Linked DNA regions of Sus scrofa: region 2 is linked to region 1. Evidence: chromatin contacts called from public Hi-C data. All regions are on one chromosome and are shown on one strand. Each heading gives the region's core, a stretch centred on a gene start, on an enhancer-like site or on the middle of the called end of the contact. The rest is flanking DNA. Distances are from core to core; before and after follow the strand shown.

Region 1 (6,215 bases), core at 934-3,433:
GAAATAGGAGGAATATTCATTAAATATGCTAGAGACATAAAGTTGGAAAGGACAGTTAAACACTGAATAACCAAATTAATATTCTTAATTATTCTGATAAACTGGAACATTTGGCCAAAAAAACTGAACACTCATAAATGTGAAGTCCCAACATTAAGGATAAAAACAATTCTATTATACAAGGATGACAAAAACCTAGTTCACCGTAGTTTATGTAAAAAAGATCTAGGGCTAACAGCATATTATTGCTTAATTTTTACTTTTATTTATTTATTTAGTCTTTTTAGGGCCACACCAGTGGCATATGGAGGTTCCCAGGCTAGGAGTCGAATTGGAGCTGCAGCCACTAGCCTCTGCCACAGACACAGCAACCTGAGATCCGAGCCTCGTCTGCGATCTATACCAACGGCTATGGGCAACGTTGGATCCTTAACCCACTGAGCAAGGTCAGGGATTGAACCTGCATCCTCATGGATACTAGTTGGATTAGTTAACCCCTGAGCCATAATGGGAATTCATTTGCTTAATTTTTAAAAAGCAAATAAATTTGATGCTAAACAGCAGAAATATAATCCATATCAAAAATTTTCAAAATATACCTAAAGAACTACGTTTAGTTTTAGGCAATGAATTTTAAGAAGCATGCCATCACGCAGGAGAGTTTTTAGGGAAGAGGACCAGATATATTACATGAAGACTCATCAAGGGAATTGAGGCGATTTTGTTTGGAAAAGAAACAGAATTTGTGAGTAGGAGTTTTAACAGCTGAATTCACATATCTGAAGGGCAACAATGTTAAAGAGCCAGCAGTTTCTTGCTTTTGAGGACTAAGAGCTAAAATCAACACAGAAATTACAGAGAAAGACAACTGTGCCTAATATAAGGAACTAAAAAAAGAAAGACCCCACAAGGGAATAGTCTGCACCCAAAATGCTGTTTAACACCACACTTGTTCAGGCATAGGCTTAACAGATGGCCATCTGCCAGGGATATTTCAGAACTGATTCTTGCACTAAGAGATGAGTACCAAGACTTTTCCTGACTGCAACATTATCATTCTAATTTTTAATAAACAGAGGTTATGTGAGGATCACAGACATTCTGAATCATTACTTCTTTTCATTCCCCAATCCCAAAGTCAGGCAGAATTAACTCTTCCTTCAAGTTTCCCCCTATAATATAAGTAAGTCTCTCCCTATGATGTAATTGTTTCTTTCTCCATCCATCCTTATATACATAAGGTCCCTTCCTTCCACTACTTCCAGCTCTGCCAAGTGTTTAATTTTCAAGTCGTGCCTGCTGTTTTGCCTCCATCATCCCACTCTCCCCCAAGTCTTCCCCATTACCTTCCATCTCAAGTGCTCATCCCCTTCCTCTTGGAATCAGGACACCAGGGTTTCTCAAGCTGGGTCCTCAGTCTGGAGCCCAGATGTTCAGCAGGAGGATGAGCCCTTACGCCCGCTGAAGTTGGCTACCCTAAAAGACACAGGATGAGGTCAGCAGCAACTGTCATACAATCACAACTCAAGAGTTTTGCAGAGCGGCCAAGAGGTCCTTGGAAAAGAGAAGTGACCAGAGAGAGCATTAAAGAGACATGTGGCATTCCGGCTGAACAAAAACAGAATGGAGATCGAGAACGCAGATTCTCATCCCCAGATTCCAAAACCCCTGTCGCCTATCCTAGAATCTGACCAGAAGCTCCCACCTACCCGGACGGTTACCTCTGTGCACACTTGCGGGCTCACACCCCCGCGGGCTCAGGAAGACACACCTGTTGCAGGGCGGAAAAGCTGGAAAATGGACAACAGGGCGGGGCCCGGCTCTGGTCCTTCCTCCTAGGCCGGAACAAAAGAACAAAGCCCTCCCAGGGATCGGAGCGGAACAGCCCCACTCTGAAGGAGGCGATGGGCGCCCCTTCTAGGACGCCCCAGCTCTCTCCCACAGAGGCCGCTTCAAGCGAAGAGAGGAGTGACGTCACGCGGCCGGAGGACTGGCGGTTGCCATAGTGATACCTGGGCTTCCCTCCCTCTAGAGCCTGCCACACACTCCTATCCCCCGCCCGGAAGCTCTGAGACGATCACCAAACCTAGCGAAGGGAGCCGAAGCATCAGGTCTCCCCCCTCTTTTCACGCCTACAGCCGGCTTCAACGGCCACTTCCGGTCGTGAGGAGAGAACCCCGCCCCCGCCCGCCAGCGTTAGATCACGCCCCGCAGACACGCGGGACTACGATTCCCAGCATGCTCTAGGACGCTAAACTCCATTTCCCAGAGGCCTCAGCCAAAGAGTAAGAGCCCTTTGAGCAGGGCCTGGGGTTCTGCCCTTCAGTCGTTTGTTCCTTGGTCTCTGAGTTGAAAGTGTTCGTTGGAGAGGTGACTCTCAAGCATGTGTGACCAGACTGATTATAAGAGTACACATTTATACACGTATATAATTTTAAAACACAATTATGTCATAATGCAATACTTTCCTGTATTACGTGCCCTACCTTGTATTTGATATTATACTTATTTGTTTAAAAAATTCTGGTCGTGACCCATTATATTGCTTTCATGACTCTCAAATGGGTCGTAACCTTCACTTTAAACTGTGAGGTGGGCTTCCCATGTTTTGACCGCTGTAGTGCACGGTGTATGCTTACTTCAGCCCACACATAGCTATGAATGAAACCCAACTCCAGTCTGTCGATGTGTCTTTGGCAGAATATCCGAAAGATGTCGATAGGTTTCTATACTTTTAAATGTGTGGCCCAAGCACTTTACTGTACTTCTGTGCATCTCCATATTTGTATAGCGGGGTTAAGGTCAAGTCACAGACTACTGGCTGACAAAACACTAAACTTGGAATCCCAACACTAAGTATATGAAAAACAAAGTTACAGTAAAAGGAAAGGGACGGTATCTAGAAGCAGATTTCAGAAAAAACCTACTGTGAGAACCAGAAAATTTCTGGCAACAATTTGGTATTCTAAGTAGATTGCCAGAAGACACGACCTAAATGAAACAGAAATGAAAGCTGTGAAAGAACAGGCTGAAATAAAGACATCAGATGAAAAGGAATTAAAACATATAGCAAAGAGTATTTAAGTGCAGGAGCATTATTCATAATGGAGAACTGAATTGATGCTACGAAAAAGTGACTAGGTTATGTATAGGATATTCTTTTAAAGCTGAATGATTCAAAAGAAAGACAAATGAAATAGAAGAAAATGGCTGATAGCTATAAAGGACAGAGGATGGAAAGGCAATATGTAGATGATTGCCATAACAAAATGTCGGTAATTCCCATAGATTGAGTGGCTTAAACAATAGAAATTAATTTTGTCACAGTTCTGGAAGCTGGAAGTCCAAGATCAAGGTGTCAACAAGTTTGTTTCTCCAAAGACCTCTTCCTTGGATTACAGATAGCCACCTTCTTGAAGTATCCTCACATGTCCTTTGCTTTATGCATGCTTTTCCCTGGTGTCTCTTTGTGTACCCAAATTTCCTCTTCTTATAATGATACTAGTTGTCAGATTAAAATAACGCTCTTTTAAACAACAAATTTACTGGATACAAAACCCCATATTCAAATATATGTTGTATTCATCTACACCAGTAAAAATAGACAATTTTTTGTCATTTACAATAGCAAGAAAACTATCAATATTCTAATAATAAACACAATAATAAATGTAATAAAATGTGCAAGAGTGCTATATTAAAAGCCTCAAATCACTGTGCTGAGAATTTTTATTTTTTTATTATTTTTATCTTTTTTTTTTTTTTTTTTTTTTGCCTTTTCTAGGGCCACTCCCACGGCATATGAAGGTTCCCAGGCTAGGGGTCTGTAGCTGCCAACCTATGCCAGAGCCACAGCAATGCGGGATCTGAGCCGTGTCTGCAGCCTACACCACAGCTCACGGCAATGCTAGATCCTTAACCCACTGAGTAAGGCCAGGGATCGAATCCGCAACCTCATGGATCCTAGTTGGATTCGTTAACCGCTGCGCCACGATGGGAACTCTGAGAGTTTTTAATAATATCTAAATAAATGAAAAGATATATTCATTGATTGAAAGACTCAGATTCAATGTGTTTGAAATAAAATTGTCAAAGTGGACTTCTGAGAGAATTGACAAACTATCTCTGAAATATATGTGCTTGTGGAAAGGACCTAGAATAGTCTCAGAAATCTTGCAAAGAAAGAACAAATCTGGAGGACTTTTATTACCACATGATAAGACATTCTAAAGCCATACTGATTAATAGAGTATTCTTTGGCATAAAGATAGAGAGATCATTGGAAGAAAATAGATATGCCAATATAAAACCGCATACATATAAAAAGTATCTGCAGTTCAAAGGGGAAAATGATAGATTTTTCAAAAGGCTGTACTGGTCAACTGGATATACAAAGGAAAACAATATGGATGTTGGACTCTTTTGTAAACTATTTCCTAAACTAATTCAAGGTGGATTAAATACCTAAATGTGCAAGGTAAAATAATACAAGTTACTGAGGAAAGCAATAGACTCTTTTCATGAACTTTGGGTTGCCAAGGATTTCCTGTTTAATAAGCACAAAAAGCAATAACCATAAAAGATAAATTGGACTTTAAAGTTAAGAACTTCAGTACATCCAAGGACACCATTAGCAATGTAAAAAGGCATAGAGTGGGAGATGTTTTTAATAAATATATCCGACAAAAGATTTACATCTTAACTATACACAGAACTTAAAATCAATAAGGAAAAAAAAAGACAATAGTAGTAAATCAGATGATGGGAATCTACATAGTATCCTTTGGGACAAGGGCTGATTAGCTGGGTCTCTAACCTTGGTGGGGGGGGGTCCTCCTTCAAGGACAATGTCATGTCATCTTTCTCTCAATGCAATACTGGCACTGGCACATTATTTCTAATCCTTTTCGAAGGGCCTCCATTTTTTACCCAAACCTGTACAGGATATAGTAGATTGCCAGTAGATCTATTTCCATCTCTTCCAAGTGAAACTTCCTGTACTACAGAGGCTGGAAGATTAAAACTATATTGTCCTAGATCCCTTGCTGCTAGGTGCAATTTAAGATTTGTCTCAGAGTTTTCAAATGTGGAAACAGGCACCTTCTGATTCAGTTGTTTTGTGCTGACAAAGTATTATCATGGACACATTGGGATTTTCTGCAGAGGATTATAAGGTGAGGGGTGGCAGTTGTTTTGTTAATTTACATCTAGGAGCATGGCTTATTCCAGAAAATGTAGTTCTCAAAGCGTGATCCCCAAACCAGGACCAGCAGCAGTATTTGGCAACTTGCCTAGAAATGTAAATTGCTTCCTGACTGTTCTGTGTAAAATTCTGTATTGCTCTGTTTGGTACCCAGTAATCAGAAGGCCAAATTAACCACCAGAGTTGTTTACATTTCCTGGTTTCTGGAGCCCACGTGCTGAACCATCTCCTTTATCTAACTTTCACACATCAAGCCAATATTTCTCCTGTTCTAAATAAGCCCAAGGCCAGGTACCAGACAACTAAGCCCCCAAACTCCCTGGATTACTAAAGTTATCAAATCCTAAACTATTTATTCTGACCTGCCTTTCTTTCCTGTGGAAATCCCAATTAAGCCTATAACTTGTGCCTTCTCTTTGCTCTTGCCCGCCTCCTGACCAACACTAGTGCTTCCGCCTGGGGCCCTGTGTGATTTCTCATTTCTAGAGGAAGTGATTCTAGGGAAATTGTAAGTAACATTAAACTTCTCTTCGATGGCATTGGCCTTTCTCTCTTGTCTCTCACTCACCTTTATAAATTAAGACCTGGGCACAAATCACTGGCTAACTTGCTTTCTGTCATGATAGACATATTTCATACCAAATTTTGAGAGCCACTACCCTAGAGAGAACACTGCTATTACAGAAGCCTCCAGATCTCTGCACTGCAGATGCCTGAAATCAACTATTCCAGCTGCAGCATTTTGATGTCCTATTTTCTACTTTGTACATACAGTAGCAGCCTCTCTGGGAGACCATTACTGCAGGGATTTTGGGGGAATCATTTTTGCAGGGATGGATTAGAGCTGGCATCTTCCTTTATCTCTCTGTGCCCCAAATTTTGTAAGCTGCTATATTCTTTATTCACATGCCTTTGCTTAAAATAGCTTGAGTTTTCATTAAGTAAATTTTTATCAGTATATAATAGAGTGCAATATTAATGCAGAAAAATACATAAACCATAATTTTACAGC
Region 2 (6,215 bases), core at 2,531-5,030, 46 kb before region 1:
AAAAAAGACAGAAAAGGAGAGGGAATCAAAATGGTACAGTGCAAAAAAATCAACTAAATACCAAAAAAGGGGATAGTAATGGAGGAAATAAGGAACAAAAAAACAAACATACAGAAAAGCATAGATAATTGCACAATAAATGCCTTTTTAAATCAGTATTCATATTTAATGTAACTAGATTAAACTCTCCTATTCAAGACACAGATTGGCAGATTGGATAAAAAACAAGATCCACCTATATGATGTCTACAAGTGACTCATTTTAGATATAAGGACACGAAGAGGTTGAAAGTAAAAGGTGGAAAAAAATATTCCATGCAAACAGTAACCAAAATAGAGCTGTAATGGCTATATTACTGTCATAAAAAATGTTACAAGAGACAAAGGAAAACTGTGTATTGATAAAAGGTTCAATACAGCCAGAAGATAAATTATAAACATATGCACATAACAACAGAGTCTGGAAATAACAATGCTGAAAAAAGAAACAAAATTCTACAGTAATAGTTAGAAAAATTTAAAACTCACATTCAATAACAGAGCAACCAGACAGAAGACTAGTAAAGAAACAGAGAATTTAGCAACAATATAAACCAATTTTACAACAAATACTAAAGGAACTTCTCTAGGCGGAAAAGAAATGGCTACAAGAAACAAGAAAATTACAAATGAGAAGGCTCACTGGTAAAGGCAAGCATATAGTAAAGGTAGGAAATCATCCACACACAAATACATCAAGACCACCAATCGTGAGAAGCGGAGGGTATAAATGCAGGATACTGGAGATGCATTTGCAAATATATATACTTGCAAATACACACACATACTCCTATATCAAAACCTCATGGTAACTACAAACCAAAAATCTGCAATCGATAAACCAATTAGACCTAACAAAATATATATAGACCATTTCATGAAAGAACAGCAGAATACACATTCTTCTCAAGTGAACATGGAACATTATCCAGGATATAATATATATTAGACTACAATAAAAGCATTCATAATTTTTAAAAGATTGATAATATACATAGTATATTTTCTGATCAAAATGGAATGAAACTAGAAATCAGTAATAGCAGGAAAACTAGAAAATTCACAATTATGGAAATTAAACATAGTCTTTGTCTTTTCTTGAGCCACTCCCATGGCATATGGAGGCTCCCACCTAGGGGTCTAACAGAGCTGTAGCCACTGGCCTACACCAGAGCCACAGCAATGTGGGATCCGAGCCACATCTGTGACCCACACCACAGCTCACAGCAACACCAGATCCTTAACCCACTGAGCAAGGCCAGGGATCGAACCCGCAACCTCATGGTTCCTAGTCGCATCGTTAACCACTGCGCCACGACGGGAACTCCTAAACATAGTCTTAAACAACGAATGGATCATAAAAGAAATCACAATGGAAATTAGAAAATAACTTGAGAAGAATGAAAATAAAAGCACAATACACCAAAACTTGTAAAAGGTGAAGCAAAAGCAGTGCTAAGGAAGAAATTTATAGGTGTAAAAGCAAACATTAAAAAAGAGTGATCTCAAATCAAAAACCTAATCATACTTTTACAGAACTAGGGGAAAAAAAAAGCAAACTAAACCCAAAACTATTTGGAGAAAATGAAAAAAGTTAGAACAGAGATTAAATAAAATAGAAAATAGAAAAAGAGATAAAGTAAAAACAATTTCTTTTTTTCTTTGAAAAGATCAACAAAACTGACAGCTCATTACCTGGATTGACTAGGCAAAAAATAGAGAGACTCAAAGTACTAAAATGAAAAATGAAATGAGAACGTTACTACTGATTTTACAGAAACCAAAAGAAGTACAAGAGAGTACAATAAGATGTGTAACCTATGTGAAATGGACAAGTTTCCAGAAATGCAAAATCTACCAAAACTTACTAAAGAAACAATCTGAATATACTTATAATTCATAAGAAGATTGAGTCAGTAGTCAAAAGTCTCCCAATAAAGCCTTTACTGATGAATTCTACCAAACATTTAAAAAATTAACACAAATTTTTCTTAAACTCTTACAAAACATTAAAGAGGAGGAAATGCTTCCCAATTCATTACATGAAGCCAGCATTACCATGATACCAAAGCTAGAAAAAGGCACAAAGACAAAAACAACCCCTCCAAAAACACCCCCACAAAATTACAGACCAATATCCCTTATGAATAAAGACAGAAAAATACTCAACAAAATATTAGCAAACCCAACTCAGTAGTATATCTAAAAGATTGTACACCTTGACCAAGTGGCATACAAATATGGTTCAATGTACAAAATCAATCGATGTAACAGATTATACATAATTTCCACATCAGTAGAAAGAATTAAGCAAACCACATGAACATCTCAATTGATACAGAAACAGCAATGACAAAACTTAATACCCTTTCACAACAAAAAAAAAAAAGCTGTAAAAGGAAACTTCCTCAACGTGATAAAAACCACATATGAAAACCCCACAATTAACATCATACTCAATGGCTAAAACACTGAAAAACTTCTCAGCAACGAAAGATGCCCACTTTTGTGACTTATTCAACAAAATAGTTATAGGCAGAGCAATTAAGCAAGAAAAAGAAATAAAAGACATCCAAATTGGAAAATAAGTAAAATTATCTATATTCACAGATGACATGATCTTACATGCAGAAAACTCTAAATAAATAATCTATGAAAATATTGTTACAAATTATAAATGAATTCAGCAAATTTATAGAATATAAACACAAAAAATTCAGTTGTATTTCTACACACTTGCTATGAACAATCTGAAATGAAAATTAAAGAATTCTATTTGCAATAGCATCAAAAAGAATAAAATACCTAGGAACAAATTTAACCAAGGAGACAAAAGACTTGTACACTCAAAACTACAAAATATTGCTGAAAAAAATTAAGGAAGACCTAAGTAATTGAAAGACATACCATGTTCACAGATTCGAAGACAATATTGTTAAGATGGCAAGACTACTCAAAGCAGATTTGATGAATTCCCCATCAAAATCCCAACAATGTTTTGTTCCAACAGAAACAGAAAAACCCATCCTAAAATTCAGATGGAATCTCAAGGGGCTCTCAAAACTAAAATTATCATAGAAATAAGTTGGAGTTTTCATACTTCCTAATTTCAAAACTCACCACAAAGCTACACAGTAATAATCTAAATAGTATGGTGCTTCAATAGGAACAGATATATAGACCAATGTAATAAAAAAGAGCTGGGGTGGGGTTTTGGGGAGGGAACCTTCACATACACCTCAACTGATTTTCAGTAAAGCTAAGAGCATACCAGTGGGAAACGACAGCCTTTTTCAACAAATGCTACCGCAAAAACTGGATATCTGTGGGCAAAATAATGAAGTTGTACCCTTACTTTACACCAAATACAAGAAATAATTCAGAATGCGTCAAAGATCTAAATTTAAGGGTAAAGCTATAAAGGATAGGTAGGATCCTGTATAAAACACAGGTAGGATCCTCATTGTATTCACCTTTATGTCTCATGGTGGAATTGGAGAAGTGTCCTGCATTTAACCGCATTTAAGCATCTAGGCTGTGCAAAAAAAAAAAAAAAAAAAGCCTTTTCTTCAGAGAAAGTGTGAGGTCCACCTTCATTAGAATTGTCTTGGATGCCTGGGACTTTCCTCAGATCGATGCGTAGGAAGCCTGGGAATCTGTATTTTATTTTATGTTTTGTCTTTTTAGGGCCGCACCTGTGGCATATTGAGGTTCCCAGGCTAGGGGTTTAATGGGAGCTGTAGCTGCCGGCCTACACTACAGCCACGTCTGCGAACTACACCACAGCTCACGGCAACGCCGGATCCTTAACCCACTGAGCAGGCCAGAGATCAAATCCGAAACCTCATGGTTCCTAGTCGGATTTGTGTGAATCTGTGTTTTAAACAACTCACCGGGTATGGTGTTTAAAACTATTAACCATTGGTTTGTACTATACTTTGTAGAATGTATTAACGTCTTCGGCGCCTGTCAAAGACCCACTTTCTCCGGCCTCTAGCATCAGCTTCTCAATCTCTCAACGTCACACACACCACGCAAATGGCTCTGCAAAAATCTCCGGGAAACTTAGAGCACCACAGGGCGATTCCGGACTCTCCCGCGCAGGCGCAGAGCCACGGCCTCCAGTATGTTGCCCACTCTCCTTAGCGTCTCTGTTCTCTAACAGGCCATTTGCCCCGGGAGAATTAGGTCCCGGCGGTTGATCAGGCAATGACTGGCCCCGCATACCGAGCAGGATACGACCAGGGGTCTGAGTGGAAGAGCGTCTGTGATCCCCAGGAAACTTGGTGAGCGAGGGAGCAGCGGGTCAACACAGTGGTTTCCCATTAATCCTTCCGGCTTCCTCAAGCCCTGCACACTCAGGTTCCGTCTAAGGGCGGGACCCACCCGGGCGGACCCACCCAGGGTGTGTCCCAGTGCTCGGCCGAGACGGCCGGTGAGTGGGGCACGCAGTGTCCCGAGGCCTGAACGGGTGGGCCTGGAGACTCTGGCAAGCAGTCGTGCGGAGACACTCGGCTCTCTCCGGGGAGAGGGCCGAAGGTGGCCTGGCCGCAGATCTGGCTGGGAGGTGCCTCCGCGGTTGGAACCTGGCGCGGTGTCTCTGCCCAGCGCTCAGAGGTCGCCTAGCCGTGGGCACAGCCTAGTCCCTCGGCTGCATTGACAGTGATAATTCCCAGGGTGAGCCCCTGGGAGATAGAAAAGATCAAAGTTGCGTTCCGCTCGGCTCCAGCTGGGCGAGGAGGGGCTTCTGTACTTGGGTGTCTCCCAGATGCTTACTGTGCGCCAGGCACTGTTCTAAGAGTTTTTACTTACATTAACTCATTTAATTCTCGCATTAAGCCCATGAAATGTACTATAAATATCCTCATGTTACAGATAAGAATATTGAAGCACACAGAGATGAAGTACCTTACTTGAAGTTACAGAGTTTGAGAGTGCTAGCATTTATTTTATGGTTCTGGTGATGAGGGTTAGTACTTGAATATAGTAGGTGTTATTTGTTGGGGGAAGTATTGACAAATTCTGTGTATCAAATTTTGTGAATTTGTTGTGATTATGAGCCAATTTTTATGGACTCTGCTTTCTTAAGACCATCTTTTGGTAGGCCTCGAGACTTGACCACCTCCGTTTTAGGGTTGAACAGAAACTGCCTAGGCCTTCCTGCTGCCTTCTACATTCGTAAAGGAGCAGTTAGCCCGATACCAGAAAGCAAAGCACCTAGAGAGGACCTATTCCAGAACCTTCAGCACCTGCTTCCTTCTGAATGAGATAATTTCTAATATTGAAGGGAGTAGATACAAGGGAAAATACTTCCTGGATCAGCAGTTGATGATAAGAGGAAGTGGCATGATTAAAAGAATTTCAGCTTAGGACAACAAGAGGTGATCGGAGCTGTGAGGGCTAGAAAGTTAGTTGTATAAAGAATGGGGTTTGCTGGTGCTGCTGTACTTTGTGACCACTATACTGGAGAGAATAATGATTTGGTAAGGATGCAGTATCCATAGGGCAGTAAGGTGATCCATATAACTAAAGTATGAAGAAGAGAAAAGGGAGAGGTAACACTGCACATCGTGGTGGAGGAACCTCTTGGATGAAACCTGGATAAGTGTATGGTCCTAACCTTGTGGAGATAGTGACCTCCTAGCCTCCCTAAAATAGATCTAGGGGGCTCCCCCAAGACTTTTGTCATATCTACCAGAACTGTCTTCCCCATTTCATGTGCATCCTCCAAAGGCAGAAAAAAAAATGCATCTGTCTACACTCTAGAGCAGCAGTACAAATCCTCTGAGAGCGTCTTTCCTTAAATGTACACCATCACAATTTAAAAGTTAATTCATTTGAGGTGAGCACAGCAGTAATATAATCTCTTTGTGTGTATGATATTCTTTATGATAAGCTTTGCCATTTTTACCTTGTAGCATTCACAGAAGCTTTGTGAGAAAAGATAAACCGGTACTGGTAATGCCATTTTATTTTATTTATTTATTTATTTATTCATTTATTTTTGTCTTTTTGCCATTTCTTGGGCCACTCCCGTGGCATATGGAGGTTCCCAGGCTAGGGGTCCAATCGGAGCTGTAGCCACCGGCCTATGCCAGAGCCACAGCAACGCAGGATCTGAGCCGCGTCTGCAACCTACACCACAGCTCACAGCAACGCCAGATCCTTAACCCACT

The links. Hi-C and Micro-C count contacts between places; a contact is called where the count stands out from the background.
Region 2: a Hi-C map of skeletal muscle shows a contact between it and region 1, with 4 times the contacts expected there. The contact joins the promoter of ZNF391 here to the promoter of ZNF184 in region 1. A contact is called at or near these places in 9 of 47 Hi-C or Micro-C datasets (alveolar macrophages, fetal heart ventricle, heart right ventricle and 4 more).

Annotation. Positions count from the first base shown.
Region 1 is chr7:21,433,053-21,439,267 of Sscrofa11.1, forward strand. It overlaps ZNF184 (zinc finger protein 184), which reads right to left and starts at 2,184. Exons shown (of 7, transcript XM_021099796.1): 1 at 1,722-2,184; 2 at 1,347-1,476.
Region 2 is chr7:21,385,340-21,391,554 of Sscrofa11.1, forward strand. ZNF391 (zinc finger protein 391) reads left to right here and starts at 3,781. Exons shown (of 4, transcript XR_001297755.2): 1 at 3,781-4,325. The region is part of intron 2 of LOC102159855 (zinc finger protein 2 homolog); the gene reads right to left.